Regions from separate parts of the Callithrix jacchus genome. Here region 2 is linked to region 1. The links are chromatin contacts, called in public Hi-C maps. All regions are on one chromosome and are shown on one strand. Each heading gives the region's core, a stretch centred on a gene start, on an enhancer-like site or on the middle of the called end of the contact. The rest is flanking DNA. Distances are from core to core; before and after follow the strand shown. Region 1 overlaps NAV2 (neuron navigator 2). Region 2 overlaps NAV2 (neuron navigator 2).

Region 1 (7,926 bases), core at 1,842-4,341:
GAAACCACGTTACCGGCATAGCAATTGTTTTCACTGCGTTTCAGAATGAGAAATGCTTGAATTTCAACTTTACAAAAGGGCCTGCTAGAGATATCACCTTTCCCCTCTGTCCCTTTTGCTTAGTCCAGGATACAATGACCATGAAAAAAAGTTGGCTGTTTGAGCTTTTCAATGCCCCCCCTCCCAATTTTCCCCTTTCTCTACCCCTTTCTGGGTCTTTCTCTTTTTTCTGAGTTGATCTTCCCTTATCTTCCTCTGCATGACTTTTAACATTGCTTTTTATTAATTACCTCCAGAAGGAATAAGTAGGATACCTGTTACATGGGAACACGCTGCATAAAGTTGAGAGGCAGGAAGATCATCCTTTCTGGCTGGGAAGGTGGGTGAAGCCTTCCTGCAGGAGGCAGCTGATTCTTGAAGGCTGGGTAGGTTTCAAATAGATGAACAAGTGGTGGAGGAAGAGGATAGGTCAGTCCAAGCTTAGGCAGGAGCAAGTCATGGTCAGGAAGGGGAGGCCGAAGCAAACATTTATCTATAATGTTTATAGACTACCTGCAGTAAGCTGGCCTTTCTTATGTGAGTAAACCAGATGTTACTCAGACCCCTGGTTCTCCAGCTCATGTGTCTGCATGGCCTTATTTTTACCCCATGATAACAACCCAGACTCTAAATACATTTCCAAGTTTGAACCAAAATAATCCATGATTATAAAAATATTGGTGCCCAATTTAGATTTGACTGGATATTTTGTAGAGGCCATGGAGGATTGAGCTTATCTTATATACTTCACTACAAGCAATTAAAAATGTTCATCGGTGGTTTCTGTTTTCCCGGAGAACTCCCCTTAGCCTACCATGGTGTGGAGGAGTGTTCCCCTCTCCTTCCCTCACTTGCTTCCTTGTTGGCCCTTTTGTCTCCTGGATTCTTTCCTGTGAACTCTACATTCCTCACCCTTTATCAGCCAACTCTTTCCACCATCACCCACAACTTGCACACTACAGATCCTTTGTGTCAGCATGATCAGTGATCCATATCGTTGTGTCAAGATCATGGCCCTGGGGATCCACTCTTCTGCAAGAGGTTGGTTTAGCTCTATTTTCCAAACAAATGCAATGTCTTCCCCAAGAAAAATTCTGGTGGCTAATATAGTCTCCCTGTAGTTATGTGTACATTTTCACATTCAACCCACTACAACAGCCCTTCTTTTATCTTCATTTTACAGAGTAGACAACTAAAAATAAAAGAATTGATTTGCCCAACATCACACCGCAGCCAAAATGGTGGAGGTGAGATCTGAACTCTGTCCTTCTATTTTTTTTTTTTTTTTTAATGTGTAAGAGCTACATCCCATACACGGACTGTGAAGAAGGTGACTTTGATGGAAGAAAGGCTAGACATGTAGGTTGTGACCTGTATTTGTTTCCTAGGGCTACCATAAGAAAATACCATGAATCAATGGCTTAAATGAACAGAAATTTATTATCTCACTGCTCTAGGGCCTGAAAGTTCAAAATTAGGTCATTGGCAGGATTGGTTCCTTCTAGAGGCTCTGGGAAGGACTTGTTCCATGTCTCTCTCTTAGCTTCTAAGGTTGCTGGCAGTTCTTGGCATTCCTTGTGTTTGTAGATGCATCACTCCAATCTTTGGCTTCCTCTTTGCATGGTGTTCTTCTCTTCATGTCTCCTGTGTCTTCTCATGGCCTTACTATGAGGACACCAGTCACTGGCTTTACAACCCAGTGTTGTGCTAAACTATTAATCTCAATAGGGAAGGCACCAGGTTCTAGAGGCCAAAGAGACCCAGAGCCAGCAAATGAGACTTGGAGTTTTATTAGGGACATACCTACAGAGCAGAGAATCTGGTGGTAACGGTCTGGACAGGACAACAGCCTTACATATAGAAATGGTCCAGTGGCACCAGGCTGGACAAGAGAACTGCACAGCCTAGTGGTGGCTGGCTTGCAAACAGCATGTAGTTTATTCAGCATTTTCACTTAACAGCCTCCCCTTGATGACCTATACCTGGCAACTTTATTTAACATAGAACTCAGAGCCTCAATCTCCTGTAAAGTTCATGTTCCAGGGGTTGGGATGGGGGCTCAAATGTTCCTCATGGGCAAGGAATGAATAAGTAGGTTGCTTATATCTGAATTCCCTAGCTTGGAGCACACATTCAGGTGTGTCTACCAGACAAGGTCATTCTAAGGGTATGCTTTGATTATTGTTTTAAGGAGCATTTACCCTACACTCACCCTAATCCAGAATAAACTCATTTTAACTAATTAAATCTGCGAAGATCCTGTTTTCAAATTAGGTCGTATTCTGGAACAGCTGAGGTTCCAGGAGGAAATGAATTTTTTGCAAGACATTATTCAGCCCAGTACAGGACCAGTTCATGAAGAGTCTGGAAGGTATTACCAAGAAATCTGGATTGTGGTCAAGGGGCAATCATGAAGGGTGATGGAGGAAAAGAATAACCAAAGTCAACCTGAAACCACCAGGAATCTGGCTCCATGTTCTTTCTTTCTCACCCAGCTCGCTATGCCTTATTGCTTTATTAAGGAATTAAATAGGGTGGGCTTCCATCAGCAGATGAGTGTTTTCTGAGAGTGGCAGCCTTTTCTTCTTTTTGGAAACTTTGCATTTGCCTCTGTTGTGCCTTGGACTAATCAGTATGCCACGTGAAACTATTTAAAGCCTGATGCATTAGTCACAACAAATCTGCTCCCGCTGGGAGTTAAAAAGACTGATCAGGGTGCCAGCTTCTTTTTGGTGAGCACAGTTTGTTTTCCCCCTTAATTCATTTGCATCCAGCCCCTTGGATTTCTCAGACGTCACGCACAGAGCCCCTTCCCTGAATTGCCCCTGGTACGGTGAGGGCTGCCAAGGCCTGGTCAGGCCACCTTTGAAAACCTTTCTGAGGACAGAGGCTGAGACCAGGCCAGGGGCCAAAACAGGAGGGGCTGCTGGGCTGGGCTGGGCTGATCCATGGGGAAGACCCTGATGCCCAGTGAACATACTGTGCCAGCTGGAAACAGTTGAAAAAGTCCTTGGTGACTGCTTCAGCGCCCTGCTCTGAACTATTCCCAGCAAATGTGGGGTTGGGAATGTTGTTTTGAAGCTGAGAGAGCACTAGAACCTTGGACCTGCTCTCCTGGTGGAAACCACAGGCTCCATCTGCCTTTGTGGTGTTGCCAAACCCTTGACTGTCCTATAAGGGAGCGGGTTTTGGAGAATCACAGTTGGCCCCAGTGAGTGTGCAGAGGCCTAGGGTTCCTGTTTATTTTTAGCAGGAATACTCAAGCAGCATGGCAGAGTTTCTCCATACTGCCTCATAAGGTGTCCTCAGATTCTGGGGCTGCAGGTTGCACAAGAGAGCAAGCCTGGGTGGTGGCAAGAAGAGAGTTTGAATTTCTGACTTAAAGGCTTTTGCTCCTCTGCGTCGGGTGAACTGTGTGACCTTGGGCAAGTTGACCTCTCTGAACACCAGTTATATCAGCTATAAAGTAGAGTGGGTAATTCGTCTTCATCATAAGATTCAGCAGCATCAACTAAGAGGATTTGTGGGAAAGTGCTTCATAGGCTGCATGGTGAGTGATGGGATGGTTTAAGGGACATGAATAGCCTTGTATCTGGTACACAGTAACAGTTTACATTTATTGAGGGTATGGTATGTGCTAGACATTGTTCTGGATACTTTCCATGGCTTGTTCCTATTTAATCCCAGGAGTTACAAAAGCCCTAGGAGTTACTGTTATAATCTCTATTTTACAGATGAGGAAACTGTGGCTAAGAGAATTTTGTTTGCTGAAGATCAAACAGCGAATTAATTGCCAAAGCCAAATTCAGACTCTGGAGCCTGCAGTCTTACCCCCAGTCTCTCTGTGCTACCTCTCCCAGTGTCATCATTATCATTACCATCATCATTGCCCAGTTATTGGAACCTAGTCTTCGGCAAAGCCTGAAAATATTATACATTGTCTCTAATCCTCATAGCAGCATCACAATATTGACTCATCACCATATTTACATTGTGGTGTAAATATTATTCCCTTCACTTCATAGATGTGGAATGTTGAGAATAAAGGGGTTTGTTCACTCCATTTATTGAGCACCAACATCTTCTATTTGAGCACCAGGACACAAAGATGAACAAGACAGGAGGGCTCCTGCCTTCATAGAACATGTATTTTAGTGTGAAGGAACCAGGTGATGTAACACATAAGCACAGTCATTTCAGGTAAAACTAAAGGCAGCGAAGAAAATGAAACCAAGTAATGTGTCGAGTGATGGGCCAGGGAAGGCCTCTCTGAGGAGGGGCTGTGTGAGCTGAGGCTCGAGTGGTAAAAAATAGCCACGAAATGCATGGGCAATGGAGAGGGGTTGGAGGAGCTGAAGCCAGGTAAAGGGTGGCATTGGGTTAGAGGAGCAGGAGGCAGTGGCTGAAAGTAGGGTGACTTTGTTATAAGAGGCAGTGTGGGGGACCAGGAATCCATTCCCACCAATGTATGGAGTGAGACATGATGGCCAGGGACAGGCCCAGGCCTCGCAGGGCAGGGTGACCTGAGCTGGTAGGCAGCCCCTGTGGTGGATTAACTGAGCAGGTTGTAGGGAAAGGGGGCTTGGGCTTGGGGCCCAGTCAAGCCTTCTCCTATTTTGCTATAGTACAAACAGTCAACTGACCTAGGGGATTGTGGGTTCCCTCCACATCAGCTCTGACCGAGAGGGAGCCATGACCTCACCAGGGAGGCAGAGCAACTGCTTCTGCCTTCTTTTCCACAACCCCCAAGGGATTATTGATCTTGATTAATTACCCCCCTGAGGATTTTGGAGGAGCCCTCCTGTCTATGGAGACTTGGTGGATATTCTAAAGAACCTAGGAAGATTTGCTCCCCTCACTTCTTTCTTGAGAGAAAGAAACTTCTTTTGTGCAGTTGATCAGAATAAAATTATAGAAGTTTGGACCTGAAAGACACTTTAATGATAATCTTGTCCAACACCCTCACTTATAAGAAGAAACTGTGGCTCAGGTATTATTTGAATTTAGTGTTATGAAAAATAGTCAATGAAACTCTTTCTGGGAAAAAACAAAAACCAAACAAATGCACTTTTCCTGATGTAGTAAACAGAGTAAATCAACTGCTTGGTTGAAGAGAAGCCAGCAACAGTACGAGTGGGGCCTCTGGTGCTGGGTACACCTGGGATTGGCTCCCATGTGAGGTACTTACTAGCTATATTTTCTTGGGCAAGTTGCTTCATGTCTCTATTTTCTCAGTTTTCTGATTTGTAAAAATATATATAATAATGATGCCACCTCGTGGGGTTTTTTAATGTGAACTGAAAAAAACCAATATATATAAAGTGCTCATCACATCCTGAAGAATTATTATGCAATGTATGATTACTGTTGTTGCTGTTTGAGGTGCAGGTGCAGAAGATGCAGATGAGTGGTGCTGTGGAGCATGCAGAAATGCAGGGGTGCAGTGGGGATAAGGTGGTCTACAAATGGCACTGTCATTCTCTTGAGCTCAGCCCTCCATAGCATCCTTCAAAGTTGATTTTTTTGTAAATTTCCAAATATGTAGGTGTCATCCTGCCCATTTACCTCTATTTCCTGAAAGAGGCAAATGGATAGAATAACATCTATGTATTTGGAAAAGAAAAATATTTCTGGTTAAGTGAGAGTTCAGCAGATGAATTAGGTCTAAAACAGAACTGTATCACCATTTCATTTCAAAGGCAGCCTAGCATATCTGCTAATGTGAGTCCTGACATTGCTCCTCTGAGAGGCAGGCTGGAGAATGAGACCCTCTGTCTAATCCAGCCATTCTAGGACCCTTACCAAAGGTAAGTCCTTTGCCCCATTCTCAAGACCACTCCCAACCCAACTTCAGGGCAATCCAGTAGGTTTATAAGATGGCAATTGATCTTATCATCCTACTAACATCATATTATGGCTTAGCTGAAATAATACTGGACAGTGATTATGTTATTAGTTATTTCCCTCCTAGCTTCAGGGGAGAATGCAGGCATGTTGCAGGAAAACAAAAGAGCCACGCACACCACTGACTCACAAGCTCTGGGAATGACCATTTGCTGGTGACGAAGCACTGACTTGTCCCTTTGGTGGGCTCTTCAAAGATCTGGCTGGGTCTCACTATGCGAGGCTTCTTTTCCCTCTCTAGAATGCAGTACCTATCTTCATGTTATGCAAACAGCGTATTTTCAAAGTAAAATTTAGAAGAGTAAGAGAGAAGAATCTAATGCCCTGAGAAGGAATTTAGCTAGGAGAACCAATATTGTCCAATACGCTGGGTTAAAAAGAACCAGTTATGAACTACAAATGCAGTTGACTTTGGCCCTGAGATCTGTAGGTAAAACTAGGGAGAAAAAATAGTAATGAATCATCAGCACAAGCAATATTTGCTTGTGAGTTCTTCCAGTCAGGGGTGTGAATAAGTAATTCTGTCCTGGGATTCTATTGCATTTGCTTTGTGCCCCAAGGTATAGAATTTGGAAAAATACCAGTGCTAGTGGTTCTTCTGTTTTGGGGAATAAATAAAAGGAATTCCCCATGGGAGTGCTGTTCTTTGGAAAACTTCAGCTTACCTGAGCCCTTTGTTGAGATGGAGGCCAGAGTGAGTTTGAAGTGGCTGGTGGGAAATCCAACCACAGGGACCACTCAGACCAACCCTGAAGTCAGGGTTGCTGTGGATGTCCAGAATGGTCAAGAAGAGGGCTGTCTGGAGGCCTTTTGTCTTTGGGGAGTTATTCATTCATTTATCTTCTTTTTATTGAGTACCTACCATGCATCAGGCACTGTTCTAAGCAGTGTAGTGCGAGAATGGCAAGATTTCTATTCCACGGAATTTACATACTTGTGGAGAGATGTGTACAAAACACAAGTAAACAAATGCAAAAATAAGTTTATTTCAGTGAGCAACAAGTACTATGAAGAAAGTAAAGTAGAATGCTATGCTCAGGAGTGACAGGGGCAACTTTGTATGAAGGGCTCAAGGAAAACCACTCTGAGGAAGCAGCATGAAAACTGAAGAACCTACCAGGTAAAGACCAGGGAGCCTGATCCAGACAGCACAAAGGCTCCAGGTTAGGACAGCCTTGGCTTTTCAGTGAACACAGTGATGGCCAGTGTCACTGGAGTCTCATGAGTTAGTGGCGGTTTCAGCTTTAACCAGCCTATTGTAACCCCAACTGCAATGTCCACTCACATAGCCATCTCCTAGGGGAGAGGGAGGAAGGGATGTCTAGAACTGCGTTGAGACCAGCAGAAATTACTGATAAGAGAACTTATCCTACCCTCCTTATCTCCACCTTTTACCTACCATTGAGTTCTATTGGTTCATGCTCCCGGTTTTCTCCTAGGTAAGTTCGTTTCTTTTCATGTTCATTACCTTCACCCTCATCCAAACCAACTACATCTTTCCTCTTGTTTACTGAACTGTGCCCATTCTCCACACTGGGGTCAGAATGATCTTTTAAAATCTCAAATCTGGCTGGATGCGGTGGCTCATGCCTGTAATCCTAGCATTTTGGGAGGCCAAGACAGGCAGATCGCCTGAGGTCAGGAGTTCAGGACCAGCCTGGCTAACTTGATGAAACCTAATCTCTACTAAAAATACAAAAATTAGTTGGGTGTGGTGGTACGTACCGCTACCTGGGAGGCCAAGGCAGGAGAATTGCTGGAACTCAGAAGGCAGAGGCTGTAGTGAGCCAAAATCGTACCACTATACTCCAGCCTGGGTGACAGAGAAAGACTCTGTCTCAAAACAAACAAAAAAACAAAACAAACCCTCAAATCTGATCTTGTCAGACAAACGCACACACACATGCTGAATACATCTTCAGGACTCCCTGTTGCTGTTAGCATAAAGATCCAAATCCCTGCAATGATATGCAAAGCCCACTC
Region 2 (7,926 bases), core at 3,049-5,548, 150 kb after region 1:
TCTCCTCAGCCCCTCAAAATGGTTTGAAATCATAGCCACGTCTGATTTCTTACAAGCCCCAGGCTGATGGGACGGTCTTGCTAAGGTGCACCAGCTTCGGTTGGGGGGGGTGGGGTCTCAGCTGAGCCTGCTCCTATGTCTGAGGGCACCTGGCACGCTGACTGCATGCCGGCTGATCTGCAATGGCCCTGGGTGAGACAACTCAGATTTCCCTGCATGGTCTTTCATCCCCCAGCAGGCTGGTCTAAGCTGTTCTTCTGGTGGTAGGTGAGTCCCAAGGCAGAGAGTTGAAATGTGCAAGGCCCTTTGAGGCCTAAGCTCGGAAAGAGGATGTCAGTTTTCATCTTCGTTCTGTTGGCCAAACCTAGTCACGTGACCTGCCCAAATTTGTGTGATTGGGAAACAGATTCCACCTACTGAAGTCACATTGCGAAGCGTACGTGGCACACAGAAGGGTGGACACTAGGGGCTGTTTTGTAATCCATCTACCGCAATAAACAGGTTGGACCTGATGAATTTATATTGATGGATTGATTTCAGTTGTCAAGATAATAGCTGTGTCCACTGTAGGTGTATGAAAATAAGACGGCACTGAACTCACTTAAGATGTACTGAGACGTACTTGCAGTTTCCTATAAGTTACGGGGGCATGTAGCTCTAGGAACTCATGGGGGAGAGCAGCCAAATCATCCTTGGTTACCCCATTCCCATAGAAGGTGTCTCTGAGAAACAGATGCTGGCAGGTTGGTGAAGGGGCACAAGCATCACTTGCTTTATGCGGCCCCTGTGGCCAAGGGAACAAGGTAGGACCCAACTGTTAAAGTAGAACTCTGCAAAACAGGTGTGGCTCCACTTAAGCCTGTTCTCCAGCCTTTGGGATTCTTAGTATTCATAGGCCCACACTTCTCTGCTTTCTCTTTCCCACACCAACTGGCAGAAGTTGTTGTGTGATGAAGATGATCTGAATGCCAGACTTGTGCTCAGGACACCTGGGGTCTGGTCCCAGCAACTCTGCTTGATGGCCGCGTGGCTTTGATGGGTCATTTAACACCTCTGAACTTCACATTCCTTAGCTGTAAAATGGAAATGAGGATAGCACTGACCACATGTTATTGTGTGGTTTACATGAGATGAAACATATGGGAAAATACCCTGAATTATGTATATAAGCTTGTTGAATCAATAATTTCACGAGTGTCCAAAAGTCAGAAATGGCTACAAAGGACAAAGTAACCACAGCAGCTGAACTGAGTACCTCGGAGAGCCAGATCTCCATTCCTGGTCTGTTGCTTCAGATCAAAAGTCTGAAGCACCCATGTAACCACCTCTTCTTGCTCAGCCTCCTCTCTCTTTGATAAACCATGATGAAAGGTATTTTTGAAAACCCAGGGACAAAGAAACACAGAATGACCTTCACTAAAAGGACAACTTTTAGCAAATGCATACTTGACATAGTTTGGTAAACATCCACCCTGTTATCTTTTGCTCCTGGTATCTTAGAAATGTCACTTATTGATTCTTGAAATCCTCCCACTGCCATTCATAGGGGGAGGAGAATTTGAGACAGAAATATTGATTGAAACTAACAAACATTGAGAGAAGCATTTGTTAGGTTGTGTTTTCCTTTTTTATAAATTGGCTAAAATAGAAAAAAGAAGATACACCTTTTGGCAGTTTTAAACAAAGGGAAATTAGTCAGTTATACTCCTATGAAACAACATTTGAAAGTCAGAATTGATGAATTTTCCACAGTGTTTTGGAACAAAGTACTCTGATAGGTGAAGGATCAAAGGACCTTTCTCTGAATGTGATTTTATTTTTCCTTTTGTTTTTTTTTTTTTAATTCATCCTTTAGTTTGGGCCCTCTGATTGTCTTAATGCATCCAGACCCACAATTCGCAACAACTTGCTGCCCTGTTGCTGGGGCTGGTGACTGCAGTGTCTTTGGGAAGATTAAAGACATTGTAGCTGAACTCACAGGCAGCCCCCAGGAAAGGAGCAGGGAGCTTTCTGTGCTCCCTTTGGTCTGAGCATGCCAAGATGCCCTGGCTCTGGCCTTGAGGTGTTAGTCAGCATTAGTGCTCAGATCTTGGCAACTGGAATGGCCACTGCTGGCCAGAAACTGATTGGAACTGTTCAGTCTCATTAGGGAGCCCCTCAGATCACCTTCTAACGTGTAACACTTCAGAAATCATCAAACGGCTAAGGTTGAGGCTAGCTACCTTGAAGTCTTTCCAAAGGCTTTGGCATATCTGCCTTTTGGATGAGCTTAACTAAACAGAGAGCTTTTGAGGTCCAGGGTGGGTGTGGGAGCTCTCAGGGCACTGGAAGTAATATTGTGGTGGGGTGGGAGGAGGATATATTGAGCTTTTCTTGGCCCACCCTTTCACTCCCTCCTTCCTCCCTTGACCTCTTCCTCATCCTCACTCTCCATCTGCCATAGTTAACTCTCCAACACCAGGAGGAGGAGACATTTGCAGAGTGCTGGTCTGTATTTAATGAATGAATAAGTGCCTCTATCCTCTGCAGCACTGTCCAACAGTACTTTCTGCAATGATGGAAATAGTCTACACTCTGTGCTGTGTAATATGGTAGCCACTAGGACTACATGTGGCTATTAAGCAATTGACATGTGGTTAGTGCAGATGAAGAACCAAAGTTTAAATGTATTAAATTTTAATTCATTTAAATGGCCACATGTAGCTCGTGGCTGCAGTATTTGACAGCACAGCTCTGGATAATCATTCATTGAGCAGCCAGTAAGTCCGGTGCTGAAGTCTGTCATTACAAAAATGTCATTCTGGACACAAAAGGCCAAATATTGTGTGATCCCATTTATATGAAATCTCCAGAGTAGGCAAATCTATAGACACAAAAAATAGATTGGTGGTTGCTAGGGCTGCAGGGTTGGGGTAAGAGGAGGAATGAGGAGCGGCTATAGAGTTTCTTTCTGATATGATGAAAATGTTTTAAAATTAGATTGTGGTGATGGTTGAGCAACTTCATGAGTAGATTAAAAACCATTGAATCACTCAAAATGTGTGAATTTCATGGTATGTGAATTATATACAATGGCTTTCTGTTCATACCATACTCAAGTAGATATTATAACTCTTGCTTTTCTCCTACCCCCAAAATATTCATAGTTAAATGTCTCCCCTTCCTTGGACCTCAGTTTCCCTCAATAAAAAGAGGGTATTGATTTTGCCTCAAGGATAGTAAAGAAGAGTGTTTCTGGTCTTCCTTTCCCCGTATGTACTTAACTTTAATCTAGTTCATATTGGATGGGACTATACCTCCTCATTCTGGGATTCCAATTCCAGATGCTGGCCCATTCCAGGAGCACCCAGGCAGTAAACAGAGCATTGACGCAGGTAACCAGCCACCCTGCGGTAGCCGTTCCCTCTGGAACCACAGCATAGATAGAAGGTCTTTGGTGCTGGCCAAGGAATTTTAAGTAATGACTGAGACATTTCTCTTTCTGCCTCTGATCTAGATAAAAACAGATCATAACCTTGAGTTGGCAGTTGATTCTAATGCACAGAAACAGCTTTCCATATCCTCAGTGAGCAAAGATACTAGCTGAGGAAGAGGTGGGGAGTTGGGGGTGGGAGGAGATTCTTGGCTGTAAAACATCTCATGGTTTTCTGAGGTTTGTGGTCCAGGGATCCTGTGGAATCTCTCTGGGAAGCACATTTCTTTAGAAGCAAGCTTGGTCTTTTTCTTCTCCCACTTGTCAGCTGCTCTTTTTGAAATCAAAAGCCTGCCAAAGGGTTGGAAATTAGTGACATCAGAAGAAGTAATGGTTGCCATCATGTTCCTCCTCCTCCTCTTCATCACTATCCTAAAGCCGTCCATGTGTGTCAACAGCAGATATTACAAATGCCTGCCTTCTAAATAACTTTAAGACCTGCTTATAATATACATGAGGCATTGGACTGAAAGGGGGAACTGAAACAGTAACAAGGAAAATGGTAACTGTAGCTGCCCATCATGGGGTGGTCAAGTTATTATGCGCCTGGAGGTGTGTTACGTACTTTACATACATAGCTTCATTTAATACCTCACATCACTACTGGGAAGTGTGAGTAGTAATATTTCCATTTTATAGATAAACTGAAGCTCAGAGTGGTTAAATAATGTGTCTATATTATGCAGCTAATAGGGCCAGAGTTGAGATTTGAACCAGGATCTGCATCATTGCAAAGCCAACATTTTGCTTTTAACCATCATGCTATTATACAAGCTAGTTTTTACTTAATTCACTAATCATTGAGCCCCTCCTTTACATTAAGTGCTATATAAATTGCTGGAGGTACAATTATGAACAAAACAGCAAGTGCCAGATGAGTGGTCCAGGCAGTCAGAGTCACAAAAATTCAGAGAAGAAAGTGGTAGCTAAGGGACTGAGAAGGTAGGCAAGGAGAGTTCATATAGAATTGGAGCTTAAAGGAGGAGTATGAACTTCTTGAAATTGTTGTATAGGGATACTCTAAATCAGAGGGGTTCAGGAGTTTGTTTTCTGATATATGAACATACTAAGAAAAAGCAAAAATGACCAAACAGTGCATGTAAAAAGATCATGATAATTTGAACTCATTTTTATGAGGACAATGATCACTTCTCCCACCACATGCTCTTATGTGTAAGGTAATGCTTTATCCCTGTCTCACTGGCTTTTACAGTGACATCATTTTGCAAACACATTTTTTTGGTCTCGAGTTTCTCTAGGGCAAGGACAGGGCTCAGCAAATATTTGTGAGCTGGAAGTGAACTCTGGCCTGAGATCCCAGCATGTGCCAGATGCTGTGCTTGGAATAGGGACAGGATCAGTAGCAGAGAAACAGACATTTGTAATATCCTGTGATAAGTGTCTATAGGACATTTATGTCTGGAAGGAGCATCCAATCCAACCTTGGAGGAGTCAAGAAAATATCCTGGAAGAAGTGAGGTCTAAGCTGAAAAGTGCATTAGCTCTGTAGAATAAGGAAAGAGTATTCTAGACACAACAGTGTATCCAAAGTCTAAGTGGTAAAAGGGGACACGGCATGATAGAGGGAAAGAAAGTCGAGTGTGTATATGTGTGTAGGTGTCTGAATGAAGGAGGCAAAATGACTTTCTCAATTCTACCCAGAAAATTGATGCTAGACTCCAAATTTTATGAGGGCAGAAAGCATGCCTGTCATGTTCAATAAATCCTTGTTGAAAGAATTGAGAGGATGGTGGCCAAAATGGGATCAGAAACCAGGCTTTCTGAATCTCTTTTGTGATTTACCCTGTCACCTCACTCTAAGAATTCTTGGTCAATTCCAAATTGACCTCAGATGGTGGATGATCTAGAATGCCAATCCAAGCCAGTCAGGGCAGAGCTGCAGCAAAAGTGGAGAGACTGCAAAGTCCTATCTGCTAATAACTTGGTTGGCTTACAGCAAAAGGGAGAGTGCATCTTGATCCAGTGATGTTTATTTATGGACACAAGAAACCTGATAGAGCTCTGTAGTGATGAAGTTCCAAGCCACTTAAATCCTAGTAAGTTTCAGCATCTGCTAGCAAAAGGCAGCCCTCAACCTTTGAGAGCACAAGTGGTAACATCTGCAGCCACTCTAGCGATTCCAACTGGCAAAAATGATGGATTGCAGGCATTTCATCATTCAATTTCTACTAGGTTACATCCTGACTTAATCTTTTGGTGGTTACATTCTAATTTTCAAGCAAAATGTCTGTGTTTGGTAGCAGTTCTTTAACTTTATCTCATTAAATAAAGTTTAGTGAACTGTCAAAGACAAGATGAGCTAGGGCCAATGTTTTTGAAATAGAAAAACTGGAAATGGAATTTACATCTGGACTCTAGGACATTTTGCTGCCTTCACTTGCAGAATAAGAGCAAAAAAGTGATTCTTGTATGTTTCTGTATCTCTTGCAAAAGTCCTCTTTGCTTTCAGACACCACGGCTTTGAGCAAATGTTTATATTCCACTTAAACACATTTGGACTTTAATGTCCGTGCTGCTGATTACCAAAATGAAAAATAGATGAAGCAGAAAAGAAAATTCGTTTAAATGTAGTATTTTAGAATGTCTGACACCCCTTACCCAGCCCCATGAGACTGGTCACTGTTGATCTTTGTGTCCCCGTAACCTGGCACAGAATAGACATGCATTAAATGAAGGAATGCATTCATTAGAGTTCATGCCAAATGCCCATTGTCATAAAGACCATCTGTTAGTTTAACTGGAAACCCTCGCCCTTGGGACCATGTCCTCATGGGCATGTGTCGTCTTCTAACCCTGATATAAATTTCCGGGAGACCCAGACTGTGCCTTGTTTCTCATTATAGCCAGCTAACCCCTCTGAGGAACCTCATTGTATATATACATTTTGCTCACCCAGTGTATTTGCTTACAGGCTGACTTCCCTAAGCTGAAAACTTACTGCAATTCAGAGAGAAACTAGATTGAACAGAACATTTTACTACATCGTGTTACTAAAGGCAGGGATAGGGCATGTAATCTGAGTTGTCCAAAGAAACCCATACATTCCTGGCTGCTATTTTAAGTCTCTCCTTCTAATAAACTGATATCCTTCAGGTTTATTTGGTTTAACTCCTGCTCTGGCAGTTTGGCTTGTTTCTGTGCATCAGAGTCATCATGAAAGCTGCTCCTCCAGGATTCCAGCTGGACAGCTGCAGAATCGCTGGCATTTTTCTTTCCTTGACTCTGTATTGACAGCAGGTTTAAATCACTCTGTCCTGTTTTGTGTAATATAACCAGGTCAGAAATCATTTGAAAAACATTTAGGATGCCTAATTTGATCTCGTTTTCAGTGAAAGGGAGGCATTGCCTGGTTCATTTTGTATTTTTGTGTTTGGAGCCTTATTAAGAACATAAAAGGACCTCCTTCATCTGCCCTTCTATTTCCTGCTGATTAACATGGGTGTGTGGGGGAGCCTTTCCCAGTCTGGAATATCCCATCAGTTCACCGCTTCCCCCACATCCTTGTGTGCTGTCTTGTAGAAACCTGTCTGCTCATTCCTTCACTGCTGGCCACCCCAGTTGGTCTTCTCTTCCTGTCAGTTGGGTTTCTGGCTAGCTTTCTTAAGCTCACACCAATCGCTGGCAGAACTCCTCTTCATACACAAAGAGGCAGAAATCCTACAAATTGCAAACTAGCAAAATGTAAAAATTTAGCCAGAACTGCCTATGTGTGCCCCTGCCTGGTTGTAAGCCAAATTCATGTTGTGCCTTTCCCTAAGAGGATAAGACTTCAGGGCATGGAGAGGAAAGAGGAAGGCTGTGTTCCAGATCCTTGAATAACAACCATGCTCTCTGGGCCTTAGATTCCTTCATTACACTGGCTGACCTCAGCACTTCCTTTTAGTTCTATGTACTTTGATCACATGATAATTACCTGATGGATGGTGACTAGCTCTAAACCTTTCTTATCCTTGTGCCTGTCTTAGTCTCCTATAGGGACTGCATAGTCTCCAAAAACTACTACACCTCTGGATAAAACCTTTCTTGGCAAACCTAAGCAGAGACTTGATTTATGAAAACTGCTTTTAATCTAGACATCAGCTGTGGATTCCCTGAGCCAGTGTTATTGCTGGAATCAGTTTCTACCAGCTCATCAGAGCAAATTTTTTAATTTTCAGGAGTTTTGCAAGCCTGTTGATGTCATGCTGGTAGCTTGAAATCTGCCATAGCAGGAGTATTTACACCACAGGAAGTGGCAAACACTATGAATCAGAACTTTTTTTCCCCTTCTGGAATCAGTGGTTAGTCATTTGCCAGCCTATGATCCATTAAATGTGAGTTGGAGAACTCACATGTGGAAGACCCAGTATCCTTTTCAATCTTTTTGGAAGTGTTTCCTTTTGCTTATTTTGGGGGTGGGGGGATAAGGGTGGTGTTACATTACTATTGGTCAC

Evidence for each region. Hi-C and Micro-C count contacts between places; a contact is called where the count stands out from the background.
Region 2: a contact with region 1 is called in a Hi-C map of induced pluripotent stem cells, with 3 times the contacts expected there. The contact joins two enhancer-like sites. A contact is called at or near these places in 3 of 3 Hi-C or Micro-C datasets (induced pluripotent stem cells and skeletal muscle).

Annotation. Positions count from the first base shown.
Region 1 is chr10:85,533,675-85,541,600 of calJac240_pri, forward strand. All of the region lies in intron 2 of NAV2 (neuron navigator 2), which reads left to right. Among named protein-coding and RNA genes, the nearest start is that of DBX1, 400 kb to the right of the region's middle. Within about 2 kb of position 3,092, at least 2 of the 16 cell types and tissues checked have an H3K27ac peak or open chromatin away from gene starts, as enhancers often do. A contact at or near this core is called in skeletal muscle, where this site is marked.
Region 2 is chr10:85,686,178-85,694,103 of calJac240_pri, forward strand. The region is part of intron 7 of NAV2 (neuron navigator 2); the gene reads left to right. Among named protein-coding and RNA genes, the nearest start is that of DBX1, 250 kb to the right of the region's middle. Within about 2 kb of position 4,299, at least 3 of the 16 cell types and tissues checked have an H3K27ac peak or open chromatin away from gene starts, as enhancers often do. A contact at or near this core is called in skeletal muscle, where this site is marked.